Linked DNA regions of Mus musculus: regions 2 and 3 are each linked to region 1. The links are chromatin contacts, called in public Micro-C and promoter capture Hi-C maps. All regions are on one chromosome and are shown on one strand. The core of a region is the stretch at or near the end of the contact, and the rest is flanking DNA. Distances in the headings are between cores, read along the strand shown. Region 1 holds the start of Tgfbr3 (transforming growth factor, beta receptor III). Region 2 holds the start of Barhl2 (BarH like homeobox 2). Region 3 holds the start of Zfp644 (zinc finger protein 644).

The links. A called contact is a pair of places that touch in the nucleus more often than the background predicts. Capture Hi-C pulls out chosen DNA fragments and counts their contacts.
Region 2: a Micro-C map of embryonic stem cells shows a contact between it and region 1, with 4 times the contacts expected there. The contact joins the promoter of Barhl2 here to the promoter of Tgfbr3 in region 1. A contact is called at or near these places in 2 of 39 promoter capture datasets (embryonic stem cells and stem cell-derived epiblast-like cells), 6 of 484 Hi-C or Micro-C datasets (all in embryonic stem cells), 4 of 115 datasets of contacts at active chromatin or transcription factors (all in embryonic stem cells) and 1 of 9 other capture datasets (embryonic stem cells).
Region 3: a promoter capture Hi-C map of liver shows a contact between it and region 1, with 2.5 times the contacts expected there. The contact joins the promoter of Zfp644 here to the promoter of Tgfbr3 in region 1. A contact is called at or near these places in 9 of 39 promoter capture datasets (the C10 cell line, cranial neural crest, embryonic stem cells and 4 more), 1 of 15 datasets of contacts at CTCF or cohesin (the NIH/3T3 cell line), 2 of 484 Hi-C or Micro-C datasets (Th1 cells and pre-B cells), 3 of 115 datasets of contacts at active chromatin or transcription factors (bone marrow-derived macrophages, large pre-B cells and pro-B cells) and 2 of 9 other capture datasets (adipose tissue and liver).

Annotation. Positions count from the first base shown.
Region 1 is chr5:107,287,546-107,291,733 of GRCm38.p6, forward strand. Tgfbr3 (transforming growth factor, beta receptor III) reads right to left here and starts at 2,084. Exons shown (of 17, transcript NM_011578.4): 1 at 1,710-2,084.
Region 2 is chr5:106,455,933-106,460,120 of GRCm38.p6, forward strand. Barhl2 (BarH like homeobox 2) reads right to left here and starts at 2,234. Exons shown (of 3, transcript NM_001005477.1): 1 at 1,294-2,234. The coding sequence starts at 1,909. Gm33151 (a long non-coding RNA gene) reads left to right here and starts at 2,660. Exons shown (of 2, transcript XR_389476.3): 1 at 2,660-2,956; 2 at 3,511-3,807.
Region 3 is chr5:106,695,095-106,699,282 of GRCm38.p6, forward strand. Zfp644 (zinc finger protein 644) reads right to left here and starts at 1,736. Exons shown (of 10, transcript NM_001363318.1): 1 at 1,438-1,736; 2 at 549-605.

The DNA of each region.
Region 1 (4,188 bases), core at 834-3,333:
GTTTAAAGCTGACAACAATGTCAAGAGAAAAAAGTATGCCTAAGCCTTGAAATGCTAAACAATGCAGAATTAAAGCCAAAAGCAGAGAACATCAAGAAACAGAGCAACATCCTCTTGCTGAGACAATGGCATGAAATCAAGTCGTCTTTAATAGCCCTTCAGGGGGTAAGAATTATTTCCCTGCCTCCTGTGCCAGCCTCAAGCTGTTTCCTAAGGAAGCCAAGCGGCCTTGATCAACAATGTCTGGTGGATTAATAAAAGTAATGAAGAATAAAGATTGAAATTAACACGAGTCAGAGTTCTATTTATAATTATTTGGACCCAGACTCAGAGAAGCTGGATTCTGGCTCCTGCAAAGTACATACGTATATGATCCTCTAAATTAATCACAGATAATTTGTATCTGTGTTTCAAAAGATGTATTCAACTCAGACAGGAAGCTGGGTGAGAACAGAGGGCCAAGGACTTAGGGCCCATGGATCTTACCACACTTTCCGCCATGACTGACCGAGGCAGCTCTTGGGTTAAAAGTAACAGAAAGCTCTATGTGACCTTGGACAAGTAACTTTGCCTCTAGCTGCTGGAGTCTAGCATATATGATCTGTAAAATGGGTCCACTAAAATCACTTTGAACCAGAGTTGACGTAGTCTTTAAGCCCTGACAGGAACTAGCTGGAGTTGCTGGAGATACTGACATACAGGGAGGGATCAATATATTCCCGTTTTAGTACCCCAAAAGGACCTGCTGAGCTCTCCCTAAAATTACCCGCTACAATCTAAAGGGCCATTCCCTGGATATTAAAGGATCCCGATATGGGTTTTTTTGCGTGTTGGTACCCTCCCAAACCGCTCACTTCTTCGAAGAAAGAAGAAATTTTAAATTGGCTGGTTCTTTATCTCAGTCTGACACTCACGGGATGCCTATCCTCGCGGCTCTCCTGTCACAGCAGGGCGCAGCACGAGGCGCTAACACCTGTGCTGCGCTCCGCACGGTCCCAGTCAGAAACATCTGTGCACTCCTCCAAACCGCACAGCCACCTTGGGGGACCGTGTCCTCCCAGTTCACGGTTAGCGAGTAGGGCAACTGTTTGCACCAACACCTAAGCCGTGATACTTGCGGCTTGTCACTCCAGCTGTCTGCACTCCTATCCGGTGCGGGAAGGTGGGACAAATGCCCCAATAAGCCCAACTCTACAAGCGGATTCCTCTAGCAACATCCAAGAGTTTCAAGTTTGTCCCAACCAAGTTCACAAATCGTAGGGAGCCTCTACCATCAGCGGGAGCGCCACAAGGTTAACCCGGGAGCGTCCTTCACAGCGTTTTCGGGACTGACTCCCCGAGCCAGGGCGCGGCCAGCGGGGACCCAGGACTGGCGTTGGCGCGCGAGTCCCGCGGCCGCGGCCTCTGCTACCCATCATGGTCGAGTGCCCACCCACGCTGTCACGCGCCAGGAGCGCAGTGGCCTGCAGCCCCGCACGGGACTAGGAAACCGTGGAGAGGAAGAGCGAAAGCGGGTGTGGGGAACTCCTCCCCGGCGCTGCCCACCCGGGACCGCAGCGGATCCCGGTTCCGCTCAGCGTCAACCCTGCGGGACCAAAGCCAGGTCCCAGCCTCGGGGTCCTGGATGGCCAGAGCAACCCCGCAAAGCAGGCACCGACCCGCACTACGCAGCGTGCACAGCCTCTGATAGGGCGCCAAACCGCACGTACCTCGCAAGCGGTGTGTCCAGGACCGGTCGTCCAACGCGAGGTGGGGGAGTAGCCCAGACGAGTCCCCGCGCCCAGCGCGCGCAGGCGGCCGCGAGCTCAGCAGCCGCAGTTCAACTGCGCCATCCGGACCCCGCCGGGGACTTTCACCTCCTGCCGGGAGCTCGCGGAATCGCGCAGCGAAAGTGGCCTGGAAGGACAGCAGCCCGCTTCTCCCTCTCCACCTCTCTCTCTCTCTCACTGCCAGGGAGGAGGAAAGTGGCGCTCGGCGTCCCCGAAAGCCTGGATCACCCCCATCAGGCCCGTGCGGCGCCCTAACTCGGCCGCGCACACGCGCGGGCGGGGTCGGGCGCGCAGCCACAGCAATCAGCGAAAGGGGGGAAGGGCACCGCGGGCCTCGGGGGCTCGGCCGCCTAGAAACTCCTCCTCCTGCCCCTCCTCTCCTCCTCCTCCACTGCTGATGGATGAGCCTAGAGAGCTTGCTCCAGCCTGTGCTTCCCTTCGGGCAGAGAAGGCTGGAGCTGTAAGGATAGAAAGGAAGTCGGGTGTGTGTGTGTGTGGGGGGGGGGGGGGGGGGTTCGGCCCGAGATGGGATGACAGCTGGGCATCCCCGGCCTGGAAGAAGTGTGGAGTACCCGGGATGTGGCGCGCACTGCGAAGACTCGCTGCCTTTCCCTAGATCCTTCAAACTACCAGGGCCTTAGGAGAAGATAGTTTTATTGGATTCCTGGTTGTTGATATAAAAATTCCTTTAAAAAAAATCTCAGAGAAACCCATTCCCACATCGAAGCCCCATGCACACATTCATTCTGCCCCAGTTTGGTTTTTCTCCAGTTTCGGTTATCTAAAGATATGCTCTTGTGGTGTGGTCAGGGTCTCTTACTTTCTACAGCCTAGCTCAAAGTGCCTTCTCCAGCTGCTGAATTAAAGTGCCTTCTCCAGCTGCTGAATTCCATTCCTACGGTTTCCCCGCGGCCCTCTGAACACAGGATAGGCGAGCACACAGGGTCCTGCCTGCATGAATGTGCTTTGCAAGAGTTGAATGCAGCTACTTCAGTCACCAACACAAATCTGGCACTGTTTACGCTTCACTTTCTATTAAAAGGTGAATTGCCCATTGGGGCTATAGCTCGGTAGTAATGTATTTGCCCAGCATACACAGAGCCCTGAGTTTGAGCCCCAGCACCACATACAACCAAGTACGGCAGAAGAATCACAAGTTCAGAACCAGCCTTGGCCAGAGTAGAGGTCAGAAGACAACTTTCTCCCTTTCCTCAAGTAGGGCCCAAGAATCCATCTTTGGTGCATTTCTTCAGGGTTGGCAGCAAGCACCTTTATCCATGGAATTCTGTCACCAGTTACTTCACGGGAAACTCTACAGGTGCCACAACAGATGGAGTGACTGAAGTGTCTGGTTCAAAGACAAGTTTCCAGTCTTGACAGCTGCTGGATCGTCAGGGAACCTTTGCACAAATGAGTAGCCCAGCTAGACTTTTGTAATTTTAAGTTTTTAAAGCCTATTTTTAATGATGTTTCTTAAACACTTTAACCTCCCTTCTTGCCCACCACCCTCCAGAGAAGTAGGAAAAACCAAAGGATATGGGGAAGTAGACCTGTTTAGAAAGGTTCTTTGGAGCAACTCCCATCTGTGTTGTCTGGAAATCTGTAGTTCAGTTCACAGGTTTGAAGAGACAGTTGGATCCACTCGCAAACACTTCACAGATATATGAAGTTCAGTAGAGTCAGGATAGTCAACACAAATCAACAGCGGTGGCACTACGTAGCAGAAACAGCCAGGCCTCAGCCTCAGCAGCAGCAGGGACCAACAGGAATGTCAGGAGAAGCTCTCAGCTATGCCCCTCTGAGAAGCGAAGATCAGCAAAGATTCCAAACCGACCAGCATTACACCGCTAGCTCTATAAACAATCCTAGCTATACTCTGTTACTGTCCATGGAGTTTTACTTATACCCTTCAAACGCCTTATGTCCTCTGCGGGTCTTGCCTCCCCACAGGTCTTGCCTCAGCACGTGAGTCTGTCTCAGCTGACATCACTCTGTCAATCAGCCCGAGTCCATGGAAGCCACAAGAAACTGTGTCACGCCACCTAAGTTTCTTGGTGTGTTTCTCTCTTTGAAGTCCTGACAAATGGAGCTCAACTATGCAATGGAAGGCGGACCAATATATGTGTCTGTCACTAGCAAAGAATCTTTTATCACATGTCCTTTCACGTGCTTGCTTTAGCAGAACATCCTCTCACTTGTGTCTGCTTCAGTGGAATGTTCCTTTCACTGCCTTAAACGTACACCTGTGTCTGCTTCAGGAAAACACTCCTTCACATGTTTGCCCCAGCAAAACACCACCTAACACAACTGACTTTCGAAAGAACCCTTAAGCTTCCACTTCAGCCTTCCTCTAAAAGTGCTAGGCTTCTAACGAGGAGAATTGAGTGGTAGGGTTTTAGGGTTTTGTTGTTGATGTTGT
Region 2 (4,188 bases), core at 984-3,483, 830 kb before region 1:
TTTCAAGACAGGCAGACTTCAGGACGTTGCTCTAATATTTTTCCTGCTAGCTGGAACTTAGATGCCTTTGTTTCTTTTCAGATGCATTTGGAAAATGTTAAGACTCAAACCTTCTGCAGACCTCCTCTGTATCGGGTCCCTTCCAAGCTTCAGAGAGAATGTGTCACTGAACTGAGCTCAAAAAACACTTGAGCCCATCCAGGTGACAGCACAGAAATTTCCGGATTCTATTTGTCAAGTTTGGTTTTTTGCTGAAATGCTAGGAAATCGATATGTCAATCCCTCTCCGTTTGTACCGGTTTGTGCAGTACTCCTTGATCTTCCCTGCAGGAAGAACAATAATCTCTCTAATTGACCCACTGGGGAGGTTGGTGAACGAGAAATCGCCAGACCAGACTGTACATCTGTTTGGGGCACTATTATGCTAATGCTATAAACAGTAAAATGAAGAGCCCATGTCCTAGAAGGTAGGAACCTTCTAGATTGCAATCCTTACCAGAGAAAAATTAAGCATTAATAATAATAATAATAATAATAATAATACCACTAAAGATGGGGGAAATCTCCCTGGTGTTTTAAAATCTTTTGCAATGCAAAGACAAGAACAGTTACTTATGAAATTGAAATTGCCCAAGACGAAAATAGGGTATTAAAAGATAAATTTCCATTGTTGTCTTGATTTTACAAAAACAAATTCCATAAAATTTAGTTTTCACAAATATTTGTTATTGGAAAGGGCCAGAAGAGGGGTATCGGTGAGAAGGGTGTTCTTAAAAAACAGGCTATGATTTGTTTTCTGTATTAATCATCAATTAGTAAAAATGAATTGCTCCTGTAATAATGTTGGAAATTTTTCTAACATTAAATCAGACAATTCCTGTGACGGCATTTAGAAAACATGGAGGGGGCATTTGGAAAATACTGGGGTGGTATTGCATTCAAAAATAAACATCAAGTTGTGATCACAGACCTAGACAACCACAACTGGCTACCAGCTTCTCTCCACCCCTTCCCACTCCCATTCCCAAGGTCTCAGCTAAAAGAAGAAAAAAAAAAAATCCCAAGTAAGCCTCTGTTTTCAACGAAAAGTGTCTCCCATCCTATCTCTTCAGTTACCACCTTCCTCCAGCACATTTAAAATTAAGTAAAACAAAGAACGGAGCCGGATGGCCGCAAAGGTTGTGGGGCAGAAATGTAACCAACAGAACTTAAGGTGCGTCGCTAAATCGCACGCCTAGGCCCCTCTCCTTCGGCGGTCACTCAAGTGACCCGGGCAGCTCCGGCGCAACTCACCGTGGCATTTGATGTCGCTCTGGGGGTCTTCTCTCTTGTCCAGCTTGGTTTTGCCGTCCTCCTGCTCAAGCTTTGGCCTGAAGCTCTCGTGTGCCGCGTTGCTCTCCTGCTTCGGGGTGTGATGAGGAGAAGAAACGCTGGTGCTGTAGGGTGCACAAGCCGCCAGGGGTTTGCTGTCTCCCAAGATGTCCTTAATTAAAAAGGAAGAGGTGGAAGTCCTGGGGGCCGCGGCGGCCGAGCCCAGCTGCTGGGCTGCTGACTGCGGCTGCGGCGGCGGTTGCTGTTGGGGCGAAGGCTGCAAACTTTGCGCGGGGACCGCGGATGGTGGCGGCGGCTGTTGGCTGTGGTGGAGGTGATGGTGATGCTGGGGTCCGTCTGTCACAAGATGCGGCTCCGGGGGTTCCAGGGTGACCGAGATCGGTGAAGAGGGCGCCGTTCCCACGGTATCAATCTCCGAACAGGGTGACGGGGTGGCCTGGCTCCTAAAATCCGTTGTCCTCGCTTCACCGAGCGATCGGAAATCCCCGTTCATCATGCCGGGGCTCCCGGAACCGGCACCGGACAAAATAGTGTCTATTCCAAAACTCGACCCGCTGGCCCCTTCCATTGCTGTCATTTCTACATGAGGTCCACGCTACTCCGCGGATCAGCCGCCGCCGGGACCAAGCAAGGGAAACTACCGATCGTAAAACAAAATAGACACTAAAAAGCGTTGACACTGCTTTAAAAAAAAAAAAAAGTGGGGAGGGAATGAAGGATAATGGGAGGTGACAATTGGTGGGCACTTTCGACTCAACTTTTCCCCCTTATACAAAAAGTAAAGAGAAAAAAATTTGAGGGGAAAGCCCCCAAATGCCACAAGCGGGAAGGTGTGCTCCGCTCCGCTGGACCACCGCGCACGTGGGCGGTGGCAGCGGAGAGCAGCACCGAGACTAAGATGCTGGCCGCTGGAGCAACCCCGCCGCCGCCACCTGCACCGCCACCGCCGCCGCCTGGGTCTGCCCACTGCCCGATCCCGGGCGGCGGCGGCGGCGGCCGGAGCAGGTGCAGCGACCGCTAAGGCCGGGCGGTCCCGGAGGTGACCGCCGTGCGTGACCCGGCAGTCCCGGAGCCGAGTTTCTGAACTTTGTTGGAAAGTTGCGGAGCGAACGCGGCCGCCGCCGCCCCGGGAGGAGGAGAAGCAGCGAAGGAGCAAGCGCGGGCGCAGGAGACCGCGGACAGGCGGCGCCCGGCGACTCCCGCCGCTGCCCCGCGCGTTGGCTTGTCATCCGCGGGCTCGCGGGCGGCGCCGACCCCCTCCCGTGACGTCACGGCCCCCGCCGCCGCTCCCCGCCCGCGCCCCCGCCGCCCGGGCCCCGCGCCCCATTGGCCGCTGCGCGCCAGCCAGCGACGCCGGCGTGCCGGGAGCCAATGGGCGCGCTCCTGGCCAGCCCGTCAGCAGCGCGCCTCGAACCCCGCTGCTCTTTTGAGAACCGAACCTCGGTGCGCCCGCAGCCCTGAGCCCAACGCCTACTCCAGGGGTCCAAGTGGTACCCACTGTAACGAGTACCCGGCCAGGGAGATGGGGAGAGACCAGAAGGGCACTGGAGAAGGGAGCCCCCGGGCGGGAAGCGGGGAAGCAGTACGGATCGTTAGATGTGCCCGTGCTAAGTCAGATTGGAGGGTGAGTGGAGAGGCCGCGAAGGGCAAAAGGATCCTGCGGCTCCCGGTGGCCTGCAGCGCAGCCCCGCTCGCACGGTTCCCAAGCACGCTTGAGCAGAGCGGAAACACGAGGAGCAGGGGATAGAGGTGCTGAGGGACCCCACGGGGAAGTGTGTGACACCAGAGCCAGAGCTCCGCGTGGGCCTGCAACGTCTGAGCTCTACTCTCCCCACAGGAGCCGGTGCGCTCCAGCTCGGTCCAACCGGGTAGCAGATCCAGGAGAGGCACTGAGCTGGGGGGCTACATCTTTGACCCCCCTGTCGGGAAGGATCGGGCCTTTGGCTCCAAATCCCGCTTTGTCTCCAGTCAGAGCCTGTGCTGGAAGAAATGCCGGGCCAAGCACTTTCTCCCGAACCGGGAAAAACCCCGGGCGAGGCGTTCTCCAGCGGCGCGGGCAGCTGTGGTTCCCTGCGGCATCAGGCTGCTGTGGGGCCGCGGGAACTGGGTGGCTGGTCCGCAGCCTGAGCTCCCGCAGCTCCTCCCTCCAATGCTTCCATCCCCTCCCCACTGTGGCAGGCCTTGGTTTTGGAAAGGAAACAGTCACCGCCGATCCATTTGGGACCTGGAACGCGACTGTGACGCCGCCTTGTCGGAGGGTATCAACTTGCATTCTTTCTTCAGGACGTCTCCAACCTGTCTCTTGTTGAATGTCAGAGTAATGGGAAGCGCCAGTGACAAGCCGGCGTATTACTCCTGATTAAGTGCCGTGTCAACCTAATTAGCAGAGTAATTATAAGGTGCTAATGAATGATTCAAAGTTCTTTGAGTTACATTTTACTCCAAATTACCATTTTTAAGAACCTTATGAATCTGCGTGGTTGGCATCGTTTCCGTGACCGTATAGAATGATGTCAGTAAAGGACAGGGTTTAGTGGCGATTATGGACGTCGCCTTGCTTTTCTTTTCTTTTCTTTTCTTTTCTTTTCTTTTCTTTTCTTTTCTTTTCTTTTCTTTTCTTGTCTGGTTGAGGACCCTCTTGAGAGGTATCCCGGAGGCATATGACCTCCTGAGATCTTCCTTCCTCCGGGGTGAGTCCCAGATCTGGAAGATGGTGGTGATTCATCCTAAGGACATCTAGATCTTTGGTCCGGGTTGGGGTGGGGGTGTCTCCCGCGTTATTTCAAGAGTGTGTTGAGCTGTTTCCTACCGTCATGGTGTCACTTATCGTCCCCCTGTCTCTGAAAAGGTACTGAG
Region 3 (4,188 bases), core at 486-2,985, 590 kb before region 1:
GGTACAGCTGTATAGCTGACACCTAGTTCCCTAGATACTTACACATGGCCCTGAAGCAGGTTTTCTTGATCTGGGGAACTTTAGTTGTTTAGGTTCTGAAACACTTTCCTTCGTGGGGCCAAAATTAACTAAACTACAACACGATTAAGGCAAATCCAACACATCTCCCAGATGCAGTAAACTTGGCATCAGTCAGGACTGGCCACAACACGTGATGGTGTTTGGATACTTCTGTGGAAATTAACTTGTGCACACAACAGGACCAACATCATTTCAGGGCCACAAGCCGTGGGCATCCCCTCGTTGAGTTTTATCACATAAAATTTGAAAGCTAATACGAAAGTTTTATAACAACTACATTTAAGTCAGTATTATTTTAACAGTTGAAGAGAACTTTTCCACTAATGTCGCTAAACCATGGATGGATCCCAACACGAGAGTCGTCTGTGGAAGTCTCGCAACAAGAAACCACCTAAGTTTCCAATCACGGGGAAGGGTCTGGGACAACTCATCTTCATGTTCTCGGGAGGAGTGGACGGAGCACACACCTGCTTTCCTCTGGCAGAGATTAAGCTCCCAGGGACACAAAGGCCAGGGAATCAGACCTGGAGAGGCAAAAAGCTTTAGCTAGATACCCACCAAGCCCCGTGGCCACCCAAACACTTCGAGTGTTTTTTTTTCTTTTTTTTTCTTTTTTTTTTACCTCTTGGAGTTACTTCTCAGGCACTTAGCGGCACAAGATGTTGCAGACCAGTGGGAAGAAGGGGAAGGCTATGCGCTCTGGTCCCAAAGTCAGGGGAGGGGTGTGGACAGTTACCTCCAGGGCCGGGGCTACAGGCCCGGACAGAGTAGCCTAGCCGCGCACGGGGCGCCGCCTGACTGCTCTCGGACCGCCCCCGTTACTCGGGGAGTTACAATGGCGACCGCAGGGCTCCCCGGACCTCCGGGTCTCGGCCCCCTTCCCCCTACCGCTCACTGGCTGCTCCGCTACATGTGACTAAACAAAACCCCCCGAGTCCAGAGCCCGGCTCGGCCCCTTTGTGTCCGCCACCGGATCCGCCGCCGCCGCAGCGGAAAGGCACCCCCCGCCCCGCGCGCCCGCCTCCGAGTCCCGCCCCGCGGCGGCCGCCGCCGCTCACCTAAGGTTCCGCGGCCCCCCGCGACCGCCGCCTCCCGGACCCCGCGGCCCGGGCTCCTTGTGCAGCAGCAACTCCGCCTCCTCGGCAGCAGCCGCCATCTTAGCCTGTGCGGCAAAACGCGTCCTTTCCGAGGGTTGGGAGCCAGCCTAGGGCGTAGCTCCCCGGGCCCGAGCGCCGCGGGCCGGGTCCCCCCACAACTTCTTCCGCCACCCTCAGTCCCGCCACCGCCTCAGCCCGGACGTCCGAAACGCGGCCGGGGCCGGGGCTAATCCGACCGAATAAGACCCCCGAAACTCACAGTTTGGTGCCGTGTGCGTCAAACCGGGGCGACGTTGGGAGCGCGCGGCGTCCCCGCGTCACACGCCGCTCTGTACGCTACTCGGCTCCAACGGCCCCCTCCGCTCCCCGCTTCTCGCCTCCGGCCTCGGTTCCCACGGCGCAGGCGCGCGGCTTTCCCGCCTCTGCCTGGCCGCCGGCCGCCGGGGGAAGCCAGCGAGGCGCGCCCGTGCTCTCGGGCCGCCGGAGCTCCCGTGCCAATCAGACCCACGGGGGGCGGCAGCAACGCTGCACCGCTGCTCTCCCGTGCCAAAACCAAACAAGGTCACCTCCCCCAGCGGTGACCTAACCACTCCGGAGGAGGTTCCCGCCCCAAAGTAGGCACGCTCCAAATATGGTGGCGACCAAACTCTGCAAGACCCAAGTACCAGGAATGCCTAGGCCCTTTAAGGTGGAATAGGCCCATCTCTGGTGTCTGCAATCGCTAGTTTGCCAAAAACCTGTTCCCTTTTCCAGCTGTTGAAAGAACCAGCAACATATATCAGGCCTACCTTGGAGAACTGGCACAGACAGGTTTTATGATGTTAAACAGGCCAGGTGGCAAAAGCATCAGGTATAGAAATTCAGTTACCCAGACAAGACACCCAAAAAGAAGGCCCGGATTTGGGTTCCTTGGACTCTGCAAGGGCAGATTCTGCACTAAGGAACATGCCTTGATTGTCCAAATTGGAGTCATGCAAAGAGACGTCAGAAATGCTGGTTAACTCTTCAGGTAATCAATAGATTCCCCAGAGGGTCTTCTAAATCTCCCTTTTAACAAGCATTCAGCCATGGGCTTCTGAGGGAAGCAGCGCACTAATTAGAGGTATTCGCTTTGCTTTTGAACCGAGTCAACAAGTTCCTAACCTGTTGAAGGTGAGCTAAACGTTCTAGAATACTCTGATGGGCCTGCCTTACTAAATTCTTTGGTTTCGCTGAACTTTTTCTCATGAAAAACTTTAAAACGTTTTTTAGTAGTTAAGCAGTAATCATGAACTATGCACCTCCAAGCCTTCGAGATATTATTAACATTCACAGGAATACACCATAATTACATTTATTTGTCAAGAATGGGAGTATCTTTCCTGAAAAACGGTGCCTTCAGAAGCAGCAAATGTATCCCAAAGAACGAACATTTCACTATCCACTCTAATTATTTCGCTTGCTAGTAACTGCTGACAACTAGAGTTCATGCTGTGTGTGTGTCAGGCATTCTTGTCACCTGTTCAAGTTCATTACAACCTAAAGTGGCAAAGAGAGATTAGACTGTTGAGCTGTTTCAAAATGAAAGCTTTCCTTCATATATACGAATAGATAGATACACAACAAATAAATCTGTGTCCATTTTCAGCCAACTGCTTGGAGGAGATGCACTTTAGAGACTTATTCTCATCTCATGAGTTTGGGTTTTGCTTGAATGTATGGCTGTGCACCGCATGCTTCATGCCTGGTACCACAGAGTCCAAATGAGCCTCAGGAAGGACCTGAAACTGGAGCTGCAAATGACAGGCCATCATGTGGAAATATCACAAGGGACCTGATCCTGAGTCCCCAGCAAGCACATAAGGTACTCTTGGCCAGTGAGCCATGTCTCCTGACCCACCAGGTCTGTTAACCTGCAGAACTCAAAGGCCTATCACCTGGAACCAAGCCTTGCATACTTCAGGGCACATTTCAGATATATAAAATATATCGATGTATGGGATCTCCAGATACTTTGTGTGTGTGTGTGTGTGTATTCAGATTATATAAAGTGTTGAATAAATGAGTTTCCATAGTTCTAAGAAAAGAGTCTACTTTCATCTTAGTAGGGAGTGGGGAGGTTAAAAACATAAAGCTTTTAAAATTATAAACAAAAGCTCTCATGAGAGTCAGGCACGGTGGTGAGTACCTTTATTCCCAGCACTATGGAGGTGGGGGAATTGCTAATTTGAGGCTAGCCTCGTCTATAAAGAGACTTCCAGAATAGCTAGGGCTACACAAAGAAATCCTGTTGAGAAAAATAAATAAATAAACGAATAAATAACCTCATAAAACAGAAAATAGACTCAGTATGCAAATACTTTCCTATAAAATATATCTAAAGTTTAATTGAACTGGGGAGATGGCCCAGGGGGCAAAGCGCACTGTTCAGTGTGAAGACTAGATGGAGTTCAGATTCCAGAACTCTTGTAAGAGCTGGATGGACATGACATCAGGTCTGTAACTGTAGCCTGTGAGGCTCAGAGACAGGGATCCTTACAGCAAGCTGGCTAGCCAGACTCACTAAATGCTCTTGGTTCAGCAAGAGACACTGCTGAATACATGAGATAGAAAGCAATCAAGGGGGCTGGAGAGATGGCTCGGCGGTTAAGAGCACTGACTGCTCTTCCAGAGGTCCTGAGTTCAAATCCCAGCAAACACACGGTGATTCACAACCGTCTGTAATGGGATCTGATGCCCTCTTCTGGTGTGTCTGAAGACAGCTACAGTGTAGTTATATATAATAAATAAATCTTTAAAAAAAGAAAAAAGAAAGCAATCAAGATGTCATATCAACCTCGGAACTCCACAGGCATGAGCAATCCAGCACGTAGACGTCGTACCACCCTCGGGACTCTAGGCATCCATGTATGCAGGTGCACCCCTCCACATATGTGTAATCACTCACTCAAAAACAAAGGAGCATGTTTACTGTCATTCTCTTTAGCATCTCAAACTCGGATGCTGAGAGAAAGGAACACTGAGCCAGGGA